2 separate regions of the Mus musculus genome follow, and region 1 is linked to region 2. The links are chromatin contacts, called in public HiChIP or PLAC-seq maps. All regions are on one chromosome and are shown on one strand. The core of a region is the stretch at or near the end of the contact, and the rest is flanking DNA. Distances in the headings are between cores, read along the strand shown.

What was found. HiChIP or PLAC-seq counts read pairs in DNA pulled down with a chosen protein or histone mark.
Region 1: an H3K27ac HiChIP or PLAC-seq map of heart atrium shows a contact between it and region 2, with 5 times the contacts expected there. The contact joins the enhancer-like site here to the promoter of Stag1 in region 2. A contact is called at or near these places in 1 of 39 promoter capture datasets (erythroid cells), 2 of 484 Hi-C or Micro-C datasets (nephron progenitors and uterus) and 15 of 115 datasets of contacts at active chromatin or transcription factors (the 230-238 cell line, cardiomyocytes, craniofacial prominence and 11 more).

Annotation. Positions count from the first base shown.
Region 1 is chr9:101,107,193-101,113,912 of GRCm38.p6, forward strand. It overlaps Ppp2r3a (protein phosphatase 2, regulatory subunit B'', alpha), which reads right to left. Exons shown (of 14, transcript NM_001161362.3): 14 at 1-777. The coding sequence ends at 651. Among named protein-coding and RNA genes, the nearest start is that of Msl2, 36 kb to the left of the region's middle. Within about 2 kb of position 3,034, at least 38 of the 459 cell types and tissues checked have an H3K27ac peak or open chromatin away from gene starts, as enhancers often do. A contact at or near this core is called in heart atrium, where this site is marked.
Region 2 is chr9:100,639,368-100,646,283 of GRCm38.p6, forward strand. Stag1 (stromal antigen 1) reads left to right here and starts at 4,081. Exons shown (of 34, transcript NM_009282.4): 1 at 4,081-4,429.

The sequences.
Region 1 (6,720 bases), core at 1,784-4,283, 470 kb after region 2:
CAGAAATGTTTTCATGAGATTTTTGTACAAGGTCCACAGTCAGATGCAGAGGCTGCCAGAGCTTGCCAGCAGAGCTGGAAGGGCCCAGTGGTTATAATACCTGAGAATGTAAAGTGACTTAGCAGTTTGGCAGGTCATGGTGAAATTACATTAAACCAGGTAAGTTCAAGGTCCCTGAACTCCAGTACATAGAAGTAGTTTCTGAGATGTTTTGGCAGTGCTTTTGTTACTGGGACAAAGCCAGTTCTAGAGGCCCTTTTTCAAGTTCCAGAATTTTTGACTCAAGTGAGGTTTTCTTCCAGGTTCTGTAGGAGCCTGCAGTACCCCAGGGAAGCTGGCAGTACCAAGCAAGGCAGCTTCTGCTACTGTGCAGAGAACTGTGTGTCACGTGTGACCTTGGTTCCAAGAGAGCCTCCATGCACTGAGGGGGGCAGCGCTGACTGCAGACTTTGTTTGGAAGGTGACTGGTGACAGTATGCTACTTCCAAGGACGAGCTCTGCACATTTTCCACAAACTGGAGGGGTCTCCTGTGCTGAACTACTTAGAGCATCTTAGTTTCTAGTGCACATGGAGGAATCAAACCCTTTACAAAGCAGTGTACAAACTAGAGCATCTCTACACAGCATCCTTCTGGTGTAGATAATGGTAACTACTCTTCATCCACTGACTGAAGCTTTCCACATTTCTCTGAAAGGCTTGAAGTTACTATTTTATTGCCCTTGTTTCCAAGTTCAGAGGGAGATACAGGTTCATCTGATTCATAGTCTTCAAATGAGCTGGAAAGATAAAGCAAAATTAGTTGATTAAAAAAATTAGTTTGTAAACATTTGGGTACACATCAATATAGCAATGCAGAGATTTATGAGTAGCCTGAAAATCCTCCCTTACCCAACATGAATATAATTGAGCTGCTCTCATAGGGAGCAGAAAACTCCTCCCTGCTCCCTATGAAGCTCAAGTCCATGCTAGGATCTGTTGAAAAGCAGTTAGTAGCTTTTCGAATGTATATACGGTATTTCTACACGGGAGCATTTTATCATTCACTCATTTTGCATTACAGCCTCTCTCCTTGCCCCCTAGTGACATATTTAGATGTGCAGTGTGCCTGTTGCAGACACCAAGTCCACTTGTGGATTCTCCTCTGTTCTAATTCCCTTCGAAGCCTACTGATAGATAGCCTTGAAATGCCATGTCTCCCAGGTTCAATATTTATTTCTTGTGAATGATGGTTGCCTGCCCTGAGGTATTCAAGTTAAATATTCTGATACTAATTTGAGCCTAGAAAAATACATAAGGTCATTGGCTGAATTAGGTTCTGTGTTAACAGTGCTTGACATCACTGGTGTAGCTTAGGAGCTTTGGTATGCTAGAGAAGTGCTTTATTCTGGAGCCACATACTCTAACCCTAAACTTTTTTTTTTTTTGTAAATTTTATTTGTATGAGTGTATGGCCTGCATGTATGCATGTGTACCATGTGTGTGATGCCCAGAAAGGCATCAGAAGAGGGCATTGGATCCCTTGGAATTGGATTACAAATGATTGTGAGCTGCCATGTGGGTGCTGGGAACTAAACTTGGGTTCTTTGTAAGGGCAAAATGTGCACACCACTGAGCCATTACTTCACAGCCCCTCCCCCAAACATAATTTGAGTAGAGAAACATTTTTTAAAAAATTATCTACCTAATGTTTAGAAAAACTTCCGTGATTCTAGCTCATGGTGATGCTTGCCTGTTCACTGCAGATACCCCAGCTATGTTCTTAATTTGTTTCTATTCCATTACTTCATCCTTGAGGTGTGGCGGATATGTCATTGCAGTGAGCTATGCTGGTAAGCTTGCTTTACAAGGTGTGGAGTGTGATCAAAGTTAATTCTAACAATGACAAATCAGGACTGCTTATTCCTGTCAAAATGGGGGACATTTTTTCTTTCCTTGGTCTCTACCTTGTTATGTGCAAGCTGTTAGTGTCTTAATACCTCAGTGCAAGTCTGAGAAAAAGGCCTATTTCAGAGTTAAGTCAGAAGTGATACTAATTCAGTAAATATCTGAACTCAAATTTTGCTGAGCTTGAACCAAATGCTGGGATACAATGTTACAGGAATGCTGGAATGAAATGGAACCAGCCTCTTCTAGCTCTGGTGGCCTGGGAGAGAGAGACAACCTGGAATGGTGGCTAAAGGGGTAAAATGTGGGTTCTGGAGCCAAGACTCTTAAGGTCAGATTCTAATCTGGGTCTGGTCAGTATGTGACTTGGGACATGATACCTGGCCCTACATTAATATCTTTACCTCATGAGTACCACCAGCTGGAGGTGATCAGGGTCTAATACATCAGAAACTACTAAATGTAGCTCATGTTTTATAGAGAAGTACTAGGGCTTATCTGAGCATGATTGTGACACATAACCCTATTGAGGGCAAGATTATTTGTGAATAAAAACAACCCCCTTTCCCTAACACCATTTCCCTAACACCAGCTAGGTACCACACCATTCCAGCACTCTGGAGACAGGGGCATATCTTGGTATATACTTTTGAGTTCCAGGCCAGCCACACAGGGCTACAAAACAAAAGGCCAAACCAAAAGGGTTGATTCAGTAACTGTCATTTTGGTTAGTGTTGTGGAAACCTAGTAAGGCAATATCTGGGGATACATTTGACTTACAACTGGGAGGATCTGGTGGGCATGTAGTTAGAACAGTCTAAGGATAGAACTAAACTTACACACTTTGCCAGAGGCCACCTTATGGTCATCCATCTTAGAACTAGTGGGGTTGTTGGAGCCTGATCCCAGCATTGTGAAGTAGGCTGTGGACTAAACTCATTTGTACTCTTGGGTAACCTTGATCTTTTTTGTGTTTCCACACCATTTCTGTGTGCTTCTAACCCTCTCTGTCCAACCTCAGCCTCTGGCTACACTGAGAGCCCTTACACGTCTGGCTGCCGACTAGATGCCTTTCCTAGGATGACAGCATTCCTCAGCCTGAACTCACGCTCCTGCAGTAGTGAGGCAGAATCCCAATAGTGACCTTTCTTCCTCCCATCTTGGAATCCAGCCAGTTGCTCAACACATTGTACCCTATGGACACAGCTGCTGCTTCCTGCTTTCTTGCTTGAATGCTGAAGTTTTTTAGGGACTGGATTTCTTGGTTTCCCTTCTGCCATGGACCCCTTGCTGCTGCTATACCTAGTCATGTTTGGGATTAGTTACAGTTTTGGGGTTTAGTGCCACTGTTTTCTAGTTACCCAAAATACCTGTCCTTCTGGCAAAATGTGTTCCATTTGTTTTTTTGTTTTGTTTTTTTGAGACACGGTTTCTCTGTGTAGCCCTGGCTGTCCTGGAACTCACTCTGTAGACCAGGCTGGCTTTGAACTCAGAAATCCTCTGCCTCCCAAGTGCTGGGATTAAAGGCATGTGCCACCACTGCCCGGCGGAGGGTTCCATTTGTTTATCTGAGATAAAATATTCTTCATTCTAGGCTACAGAGGTATAGCTCAATGGATATTAGTGCTTACTGCTCTTGCAGAGAATTCGAGTTTCGTTCTCAGCACCCATTTTTGGTGGCTTATGGCTACCTGTAACAACACCTGCAGAAGATTTGACAGCTTCTTTGGCCCCCATAAGTACCTGTAGGTGTGCATTCTCTCCTTCCTTCCTTCCTTCCTTCCTTCCTTCCTTCCTTCCTTCCTTCCTTCCTTTTCTTTCTTTCTTTCCCCATCCCCCATCCAGTACATACGAGCAGAAGCAGGTGGGTCTCCTGAGTCTAGGCCAGCCAGGACTACATAGTGAGACCCTGTCTTGATAAAGCCAATTGCTTTAGAGGTGTTATCTGTTAACATTGAGTGAGCAGGGACTCAGGATGAAGCAGCCCACAGTTCAGTTCACAAGCATAAAACAGCAGCTTTCTTAGGAATGCTGTTAGCACAAAAGTATAAAGGCAGACAATGTGCAAAGTTCTGTCAGCAGTATTCCTACTTTTGGAACCTAGCTTTCCTGAAGTTTTCACTCAAATAATCAAGTTTTTTTTTTTTTTTTAAGGGAAAAATATTATGCTGGTTCTGCAAATCCTGGGATGGAAACACTAAGAGTTTACAGAGCTGCTCTTGGCACATACATGGTGTGACAAAGGTCTATATGTAGTTTCAGGTGTTGACGGGGAGTTGTGGTTTGGGCCAAGTTTCAGAAATTCTGATTATTTACAGAAACAAATGGCTAGACTATTTGACTCAGGGCTTGCTGTGGGAAATCTCCAACATGGTGGGTACAAACACAGAATAGTCACTAGTTCTTTACTTGGGAACCTTTTATAATCCAGAAGTGGAAGTGTGGCTTGATTATATTTTAACTCACTGCAGATCCTCCCACTTCTGCACTCTTCTTAGTACTGGGAATCCAGGCAGGCACTACCACACAGCTTTTGCAATAATACTGGGGTTAGAACTTAGGGAGCTTTGTGCATGATAGACGAGTACTCTACCAACCGAGCCACATCCCTAGTCTCATCTCTCTCTTAAGAAAGGTCCTACTGGGCTGGTGAGATGGCTCAGCAGGTAAGAGCACCCAACTGCTCTTCCAAAGGTCCTGAGTTCAAATCCCAGCAACCACATGGTGGCTCACAACCATCTGTAATGAGATCTGACTCCCTTTTCTGGTATGTCTGAAGACAGCTACAGTGTACTTACATATAATAAATAAATAAATCTAAAAAAAACTGTATTCATAAAAAAAAAAAAAAAAAAAAAAGAAAGGTCCTACTAAGTAGCCATGGCTGGCCTGAAGGAGAGAGTGACATGCATAGTATGACTATGCTCCTCGCACATACACACACATGCAATAAAAGTTACTAATGTCTACCATCTCACTTTCCTGTCTCAGAAAGTTGATCTGCTTTAAGAACACTCAGTAGAAAAGTTAAAATAGTTTCTATTTTAAATGAGTGTTCTGTCTGCATATTACTGCGTGTGCACAGAGGCCAGTAGAGGGTGCAAGGTGCCCTGGCTCTGGAGGTTTAGATGGTTGCAAGTGGCTATGTAGGTGCTGGCAACCAAATCTGGGTCCTCTGCAAGAGCAACAAGTGCTGCGCCATCCTCCCAGCTCCTAAAAATCAAAACAAAATACTGCCCCTCCCCATTTTTAAAGATAAGGTTTCTTTATATAGTCCAAGCTCACCTCAGATGCATGGTGTTCCCCCCTCAAATGCCCAAGTCTGAGGATTACAGGTGTGTGTGACTATGTCTGGACCATAAACTACCTAATGGACAAGTCACTGCTTTAGGGGACATTCTAAAGCAGTAGAGTCTGCTTTGAACGCTAGTGACACTGTTGCTTAGGTGTGCTGAAGCATACATAATAGCTATTTCTATTGCTTGACCAAAGGTGTTTTAAAACTAGTGTGTGTGTATGCGTGGTTGCTAAGTGTGTTTGTGGTAATGTGTGGAGGTCAGAGGACAACTTTTGTGAAGTTGGTCCTTTCCTTCCACCGTTATTTGGGTTTGGGGAATCACACTCAGGTCTTATAGCCTTTACTAAGCACCTTTGCCTGCTGACTCAGCCTGATGCTCCCCACACCTGCACCTTATTCAGTTAGGATGTGTAGCTGTCTGGGCCCCCATTGCCTATGCATGTGGAAACCAGGAAAGGGTGTTGGTGTTCTCTTCTGTTATGTTCTACAACTTTCTCTGAGACAGTCTCTTTTCCTGAAACTGGGGCTCCGTTTTCTCAGCTAGGCTGGAGGCCAGCAACCTGCTTTAGAGCTCAGGTTACAGGTATTTTTGGGAACTCTTGTTTGACTGTGCAGGTGCTGGAATTCTAACTTATTTTGTTGTAAGTTAAAATAAGGATGCTAATTATAAATAACTGCATAACCTTTCCTCAGATAGGGACTCTAGTTTTCCTGGGTTCATTCCTGGGTTGAATTTTTATGCTGGTCCTTGTTGTGATTGTGTGTCAGCTAGCCATGTTTGTCTGCAGCGTCTGCAACCTCAGGCCTGGAGTCATTTATCTGCTGTGAAGTAGAGCTTGACAAAAGGGCAATCCATGACTGTTAGTACTTTTGGAAGGTTGTATGTGCTGGGCTTCCTAAAGACATCCTTGTTGTGGGATTGGGTGGAATACTGTTGCTCTGTGCCCTATGGTAAGTATTTGCTCAGGCACTTCCGTAACAGTCTATCAGGTGATACGGATACATAGAAGGCAGAAAAATGGTGGTTTGCCTTAGAGAAGCCTACAGTCCGGTGCTAAGATGAGTAAGTCCATCTGTTTCCACTCACAGGCCAGGCTCTCTTGGACATACTACACATTCCAGTTCACAATCCACTGTTTACACAGATAGTTACTGTATCAGTGATGCCATGTCCTGTGCTCTAGGAATGAAGCGAACAGCCTGGGTGAAGAATGCTACTTACAGCTGACTAAACTCTACTGGAAGAGGGTAGGGAAATATGGCCATGGCCATAGAAGTTGTAGAAGTAAATAGCTACTGCTTTTTTTTCTTCTTCTTTTTTTTTTTTTTTTTTTTTTGTTTTTTCGAGACAGGGTTTCTCTGTAGCCCTGGCTGTCCTGGAACTCACTTTGTAGACCAGGCTGGCCTCGAATTCAGAGATCCGCCTGCCTCTGCCTCCCAAGTGCTACTACTTTTTATTACAAAGAACTTGGCTCTAAGATTTTATTTTCCTCCTCCCCCTCCTCTCCCTCTTTTTCCTCTTCTTCCTCCTTTTCCT
Region 2 (6,916 bases), core at 2,831-5,330:
AATTAGAAAAAAAATAAGGCATAACTTGTGTCTTAAGATTTCTAGTTTTGTGACTAAAGAACTGACTACAGACAACTTGGGAGGAAAAAGGGTTTGTTACATTTTACAGTTTGTAGTCCTTCATCCAGGAAGTTAGGGCAGGAGCTCGAGGTAGGACCCAGAGGCAGCAGCTGAAGCATATAGAGGCCAGGGAAGAGTGCTGCTCACTGGCTTACCGCGAGTGCGTGTGCGTGAGAGTGCGATCGCTCGCATGTGTGTATGTTGTTTAGGAATCCCAGTCCTTATGTATGCTAAGCAAGTGCTCTACTACTGAGCCACATTTTTAGCCTTTTTGGGTTATTACTTTTAAAATAGATAGATTTTAAAAAATATTTATCATGTCCATGCTTCCTTTTACACCATAACATGTATGTGGAGGTCAAAGGACATAAAAAAGTCAGTTCTCGATGGGCGTGGTGGCGCATGCCTTTAATCCCAGCATTTGGGAGGCAGAGGCAGGCGAATTTCTGAGTTGGAGGCCAGCCTGGTCTACAGAGTGAGTTCCTGGACAGCCAGGACTACACAGAGAAACCCTGTCTGGAAAAAACAGTCCTAACTTCTGGGTCTCACAGAGTGAATTTAGGTCATGATGCTGACTACTGAGCTGTCTCATCATCCCAGAAGTCTAGAACTTATATTGATTAAGAGGATCAAGGAGTACAGAAATGAGCATAAACTTATTTGTTACACCTAAATAATGGTAACTGAAATTATGGCTACAATATCTTTATCTTAACTGATAACTACATTCACTGGTGGGATTTTAAATGCTCGTGCGCGCACACACACACACGTTGATTGGCTTATAGGTTGAAGCTGGGCAGCTGAACAGTGGCTGTCTCCTGAGCGAAAGGGCAAGAATCCAAGTTGTTCAGTCCAGGAGACAGGGTGTCTCAGCTGTCCCAATCTGGTGGTGGAGTCCCAGAGGGTTTCTGGAGAGCCACTGGCATCCAGTCTATGTTGGAATCCCAAAGAAGGACATTCTAATAACTGCGAAGGAATGCCTTAGCAACAGGATGATCTTGCCATAGAGAGTGAGGGCAAGCAGTCACAAAGCAAAGGCTTCTACTAGAAGGCATGGCCCCAATTTAGGATGGGTTTCCCACCTGAGCCATGAAGTGAAGAAATGCCTGGCTACAGGGGATTTTAGTTGATTCCAGATGCAGTCAGGCTGACAACCAAGGTCAGCCATTACTCTGTGAATGCCATTATGTGTTTATAGATGTATATGAGCCATGGGAACAACAAAGTTTTTCTTTAGGTAAAAAAAGAGAAGGGTCAGGACTGTCTACGAGATGGTCACAAAATGTGGCATTATACACCTGTAATCTCTGCTCTCATGAGGCTAGGGCAGGGGATTTTTAAAGTTTGAAACGAGCATGGGCTACAGACGGAAACCCTATCTCAAAAAGGAGAGGGCATAGAGGAAAAGGGAGAAGAGGGAGAGAGAGAAAGAGAGAGGGAAGAAAGAAAAGCCTATTACAATTATTCTGGTGTAAGACAATGGGAAGAGGTGGGGAGGAAAGAGCCAGGGCAACAGTAGCCTTTGGAGAACAAAAGCAGAGATTTGAATGACAATAGGATCAGGCTCAGAGTTTCTTTTGGGAATTAAAATAATTATGTATACATACCAGTTCAATTATGTGTGGCAACAAAATAAAATTTAGACTGTTGTGAACTCAAGTTGTATACACACACACACACACACACACACACACATACACAAATGATGATCCAGCAGAAGTCTCAGGATTGATCCTTAACATGGAAAATGCATAATCCCCAACAACAAAAATAAATGCTGGGCTGGGGTGTAATTCAATTGCTGAATCCATGCTTTGTGAGGTCCTGGTTTCAATCTCCAGAGCGAGGGTAAAAAAAATCTGAAGACATTGTAAGATAAAAGCAACAATGCAATAATACAGATAGCATCGATGTATGTGCAGCTCAATATATACATACAGCCACCCTATGAGAGAACTGCTGCTGTTTACATCTTACAGCCGAGGAAGCAGGCGCTGGGATTTGCCTGAAGTTACATTCCTGTTCAGAACCGTCTAGGTTCACAGGTCACAGTGCAGTCCCCAAACCTGCTAAAATTACAGAGTTATTAAGATATTAGGGTAAGAGAGGAATTATTTTTAAGTGTTGAGCTGGATGGAGCTACCTGAAAAGTAGCTGGAAGTACGGTATCTTCCTTCAGGAACAACTGGGAACCGACAAGTAATTTGGGGACTTTTAAAGAGCAACAACGCAGAAAAGGAGCAGAGAACTCAGGGTTGGACTGTAGGATCTAAAACACAAAAATCAAAACAAAACAAAACCCAGAGCTAGCAACTCAATCAGAAGACTAGGGAACAATGTAGGTACAGATTCAAAGGCAGCTTAAAATGTTTTCAAGGGTGGGTGGGGCCTGGTGAAGGACATGACTGCCCCTGGTCCCCTCATTCTCCTTGGATAAGTCTCATTGTCTCTCTCCAAATCCTTCTGCCTTAGCCTCCCAAGGCTGTGGCTAGAGCACCCACAGTGATTCTCTTCAGACATGTGCCTGGGTAAGGAACATTGTGATAGTACAGCAAGTTGAGGGAGTTAACAGCCTTGATTGTTTTTAAAGATAAATGGAAACTAAAAAAAAAAAACAAAACAAAAAACAAAACAAAACAGAAAGCACCTAGAAGATAAAATACTGAAGCTATTCTAGAAAAAAAAAAGGCAATGGCATTCAGGCAGGGCTGGACTGGGGAGAGAAGGGAATGGGGGATGGTTAAACTAGGTGAGATTTTTTTGAGATCACGACTACAAACATGTTGATAGAATATCAGCTCTTTATCAGAGTCCCACACATTCGATAGATTAAATTACATATGACTATGGCTTGGAGCCCGCACCGTCTTTTAACAAGGCAAGCTAAAAACAGGCTCTGCAGAGAACACAATAGGAAGTCAATCAGAGGCTAGTAAACGAGATACTTTGCTGAAAGGACTGTCACGAATTCATACCAAAGTTCCTCCAGTGATGTGGAACGCACTTTGCAACCTTTGGGATACATTCCAGAGACAATTGAGGTACTAGCTAGCTAGCCAGCCCTCAAGACTATAAACAAGTTTAACGTTTCTAAGGAGATATTGAAAATGCAGCTGCCTCTGCCAATAAAAAAAAATTGAGTCAGCAATGAGGCTGATGACCTACAAGACCAAGAATTCACTTTTGTAGTGCGGAGTTAATAAGCAGGCGGAAGGTTAGGAGAGCCTTGGTCAAGGACAGCTTAGGTAGAGAGCAGCAGGGAAGGAAGGGGTCAAGATCTACGCCTGGCTATTTCCCTTTCGGCTAGGCTCCATTATTCGCACGTCCATTTGAGAACCACAGAAAGCAGTCCTAGGCTGTGGGAGAATCTGATTGCTCGCAGAGTCTATCTTCACCGTGTAGCTTCTCCTTTCTCACTAACTAGCCAATGCTGCCGCCTTATGCAAAGCTTGCACCTCGGCGAGAACCTGCTTTACAGAGGCAGGACGACGCCAATCGGCCTGGAGCGGTCACTGTTTCCTTTTAGCTCCGCGGCAGGCAGGGGGTTCGTCCCAGTGCTCGAAACCTTTTCAACCTCGTTCTGAAAAAGCGCCTCATCAATAATAATAAACCGCGCGTTCAATTCTAGCTTGGAGACTCCCGCTAACCGGGGAGGGAGCAGGGCTCGGGGGCGCGTTGGCACGGCTCACCCCGATAACGGGCGGGTGTGGGCGGCTGGCAGCCTCAGGGCGGGAGCGGAGCGCGGCCCCCGCCGGGGAGGGGCCTCGGCGGAAGAGCCGGGGGCGGACTTCTTCCAGGCTCTTGGAGAAGCTCTAAAAATGGCGGGCGGCAACCCAGCGAGCGGGTCGCGCAGGCGCCGCGGAGTCCGTCCTTCCGCTCGCCTGGGGCGGCCCAGGAGCTGTCCACAGCGCCCTCGTCCAGACGTCTCCGCGGCTCGCCATTGGCCGAGCGGAGCAGGAGCCTCGCAGAGGGGGGCGGTGCAGCCACGCAAAAGGCCACGTTTCCCGCGCCGCTGCTGCGCGTGCGCGCCCCCCGGAGGCGAGCGATGGCGCGCGGCCCCGTCCGAGGGCCCCTGCTCGCGCCTCAGCTCCCTCCCCTTTCCGGGCAGGCCCGTCCTGTCAGCGGAGCAGTGAGCAGCGCGGCCAGCAGAGGGCGGTCGGGACCCGAGTCTGCAGCGGCGCCATTGGCGTGTGGAAAATGCCACCAGATGGCGGGTTAGGATTGCAGCTCCGTTGAAGGCGCGGCCCCCGCTCCCGAACCCCCGGCGACCACCCCGTAACCACCCCCCCACCTCGGGAATAACACACCGGAGACTTTTGGGGGGAAACTAGGTCGACGGCCGACAGCGCCCGGATGGGCAGCTGAGGTGAGCGCGGGCGGCGGCGGCGGCGGCGGGGGGCGGGAAAGGGGGAAATGCGGCGGCGGCGGCGGCAGCGGCGCGGGGGCTGGAAGCGCCGATCCAAGATGGAGGCCGGGCGAGAGCTTGGGAGCGCGAGCGGCGAGCGGCGGGCGGGCGGGCGGGCCGGCGCGGGCCCCGCGCGGGGGAGGGAGGCCGCGCGGGCCTGTGCGCGGCGCGGCGCGGCGGCTGCAGGCGGGCGGCCGAGCGTCCGGGACCCGCTGTGGGCGCGGCGGGCGCTCCGCTTCCCTCCACCCCTCCCCGCGGGCCGCGAAAACGGTGCCCCCGCCCGCCCGGGCTCCGCGGCGGTAGCGCGGAAGCCTTTGTGGCGCGCTCGGGCCCGCCGCCAAGCCCGCCCTCCGCCCCCCCGCCCGGGCTCTCGGGACTCGCCCGCGCCCGGGCCAGCCTAGGCGGGCTGGCGCGAACGCCTTCCGCCGCCCTGCGTTTCTGCGGTGCTTTGGCGGCGGCGGCGTCACATGACAAGGAGCTCGCTTCTGTCGAGGGTCCTGGGGGTCGCTCAGCCCAGACTGCTGTCCCAGGCCCCTGCTTTGCTGGGGTGGGGTAGGGCTGAGGACCTGGGCCGACGGGACGTCGCAGTCCTGGCTTTCCCGCTATCCGCCGTCCGAGCTCCGGGTGAAACGTGTCCAGGCCGGAGCACTGCCCCGCTAGTTTCCCAATCCCCCGGGAGATGAGGCCAATAAAAGTTGTTTTTCCTCTTCCCTGAAGGTGGGGGGCGGGATGAAGAGCTGGGAAACCCGAGTGCTGGGAGCTGGACTTGGAGGGGTCCGAACCGAGTGCTGTTTGTGTGTAGTAGGGACCACAACATTTTCTGGTTTTCGGATTGTCACGTCACCCGCTTCTGTCTACGTTAGGATTGTTACTGATTCTTTCCACATTGCAGACAGTCGTGTCCTGGGAGTGTTAAGCTCTGGGGTGGTTTTGGAGCCCTATAGACCCCAAATAGTGCAGTTTGTGGTAGCGAGTTATTTGCTGTTGAAGTTGGTGTTAACATGAGGGGCATGTTTATTCTCTTCTGGTTGTGCTTAGAGACAGCTATATTTTACATCTAGCAAAAGTAGTGTTTGTGAAAGTACCAAAATCCGCATAAAGTTGTACGATGTGTAACTTAATGGAATTTGTAACTTTACCTTTAGGTTTCCCAGTGGGTTTTTTTTTTTTTTCATATATAGATAGCAAATTCTGATGGTGAAGCTCTTATGGAAATGTACAGAACAGTGGGAGTTCTTGTATGATGGGTGATGGTCTTATAATGTATATAAATCGAGGCTAACAATTAGAAATACTGAAAGAACAAGGAATGATATTTCATTGTTTTTAATTATGGGGAATGTAACACTTTTTTTTTTTACCCGAATAAACTTCTAAGAGAAACCCCACAGGTGTTTTTTTTTTTTTTTTCTTTGCATTTTATAACTGTGCTTTGGAGTTCTGCATATTGTTCTATGCTTGTAATTCTGTTTACTGAGAAGGCAGAGGCAAGGGGAATCATACGTTGAAATTAGCATGGACGTTTTATGAGATACTGCCTTTAAAACAAAACAAATAGAGGTCTAGTATTGTCGTTTCTGAAGAGATTAATACAATCACTGTGTGCTTGTCCCCTCCACAACCAACATGATCTCGTTGTGTAGCCCAGGCTGGCCTTGAAATCACTATGTACACAGTCTAAGGTGGCAGTTCTTTTCTTCAGCTTATGGAGATCTGAGATTATAGGTGGGTGCCAGGCCAGCCAATTACTGAATGGCTCTTTTGTGTTTTGTTTTGTTTTTTTCTTCAGAAAGGATCTTGGTATGTAGTTCAAGATGGCCTTGAATTTATAGCGATTCTTCTGTTTCATACTTTCAAATGCTGGGATTACTGCCACTCTTGGCTTTGAAAGGTTCTTTTAAAAACTCAAGCTGTGTTGCAGGGACGAGTGAGAACCTTGAACTGAACTTTGAGACATCTCCTAGGTTTGAGGTCTTGGTTTTACTTTTTAACTATTTAAATCTTACCTTCCTCATTTCTAAAGTTGAGGTAAGCCAATGGTTCTTTTACACATTGAAAACCTTTTTTAGCTAAAACTTAAAAATTTCTAGTTATAATCTGTTTTCCTTGCTTGATTATAGATGGATAGATATATCTTAATAATCTCAGTGCTATGGGAGACTTATGTGTCTTTGTTAGCTTTTGGCCAAAATCTGTAATTATTATTATATTTATTTATTTTTGACATATGGTCTTAATAGGCAGCAGTTTACAAAATGGCTACTATAGGAATCAGTGTCTCTGACTTCTGTCTCTAATTCCTGTAGATTTTAAGATCTCTTTCAGAAGTTAACCTGATTATGTCAGGCCCACCCAGATAATCTTTTATGTAATTTCAGTTATCTATAGGGACATTAATTACACATACAAAAATACCCTTTTCCCTCTCTGGTCTAATCATAGGAAAGT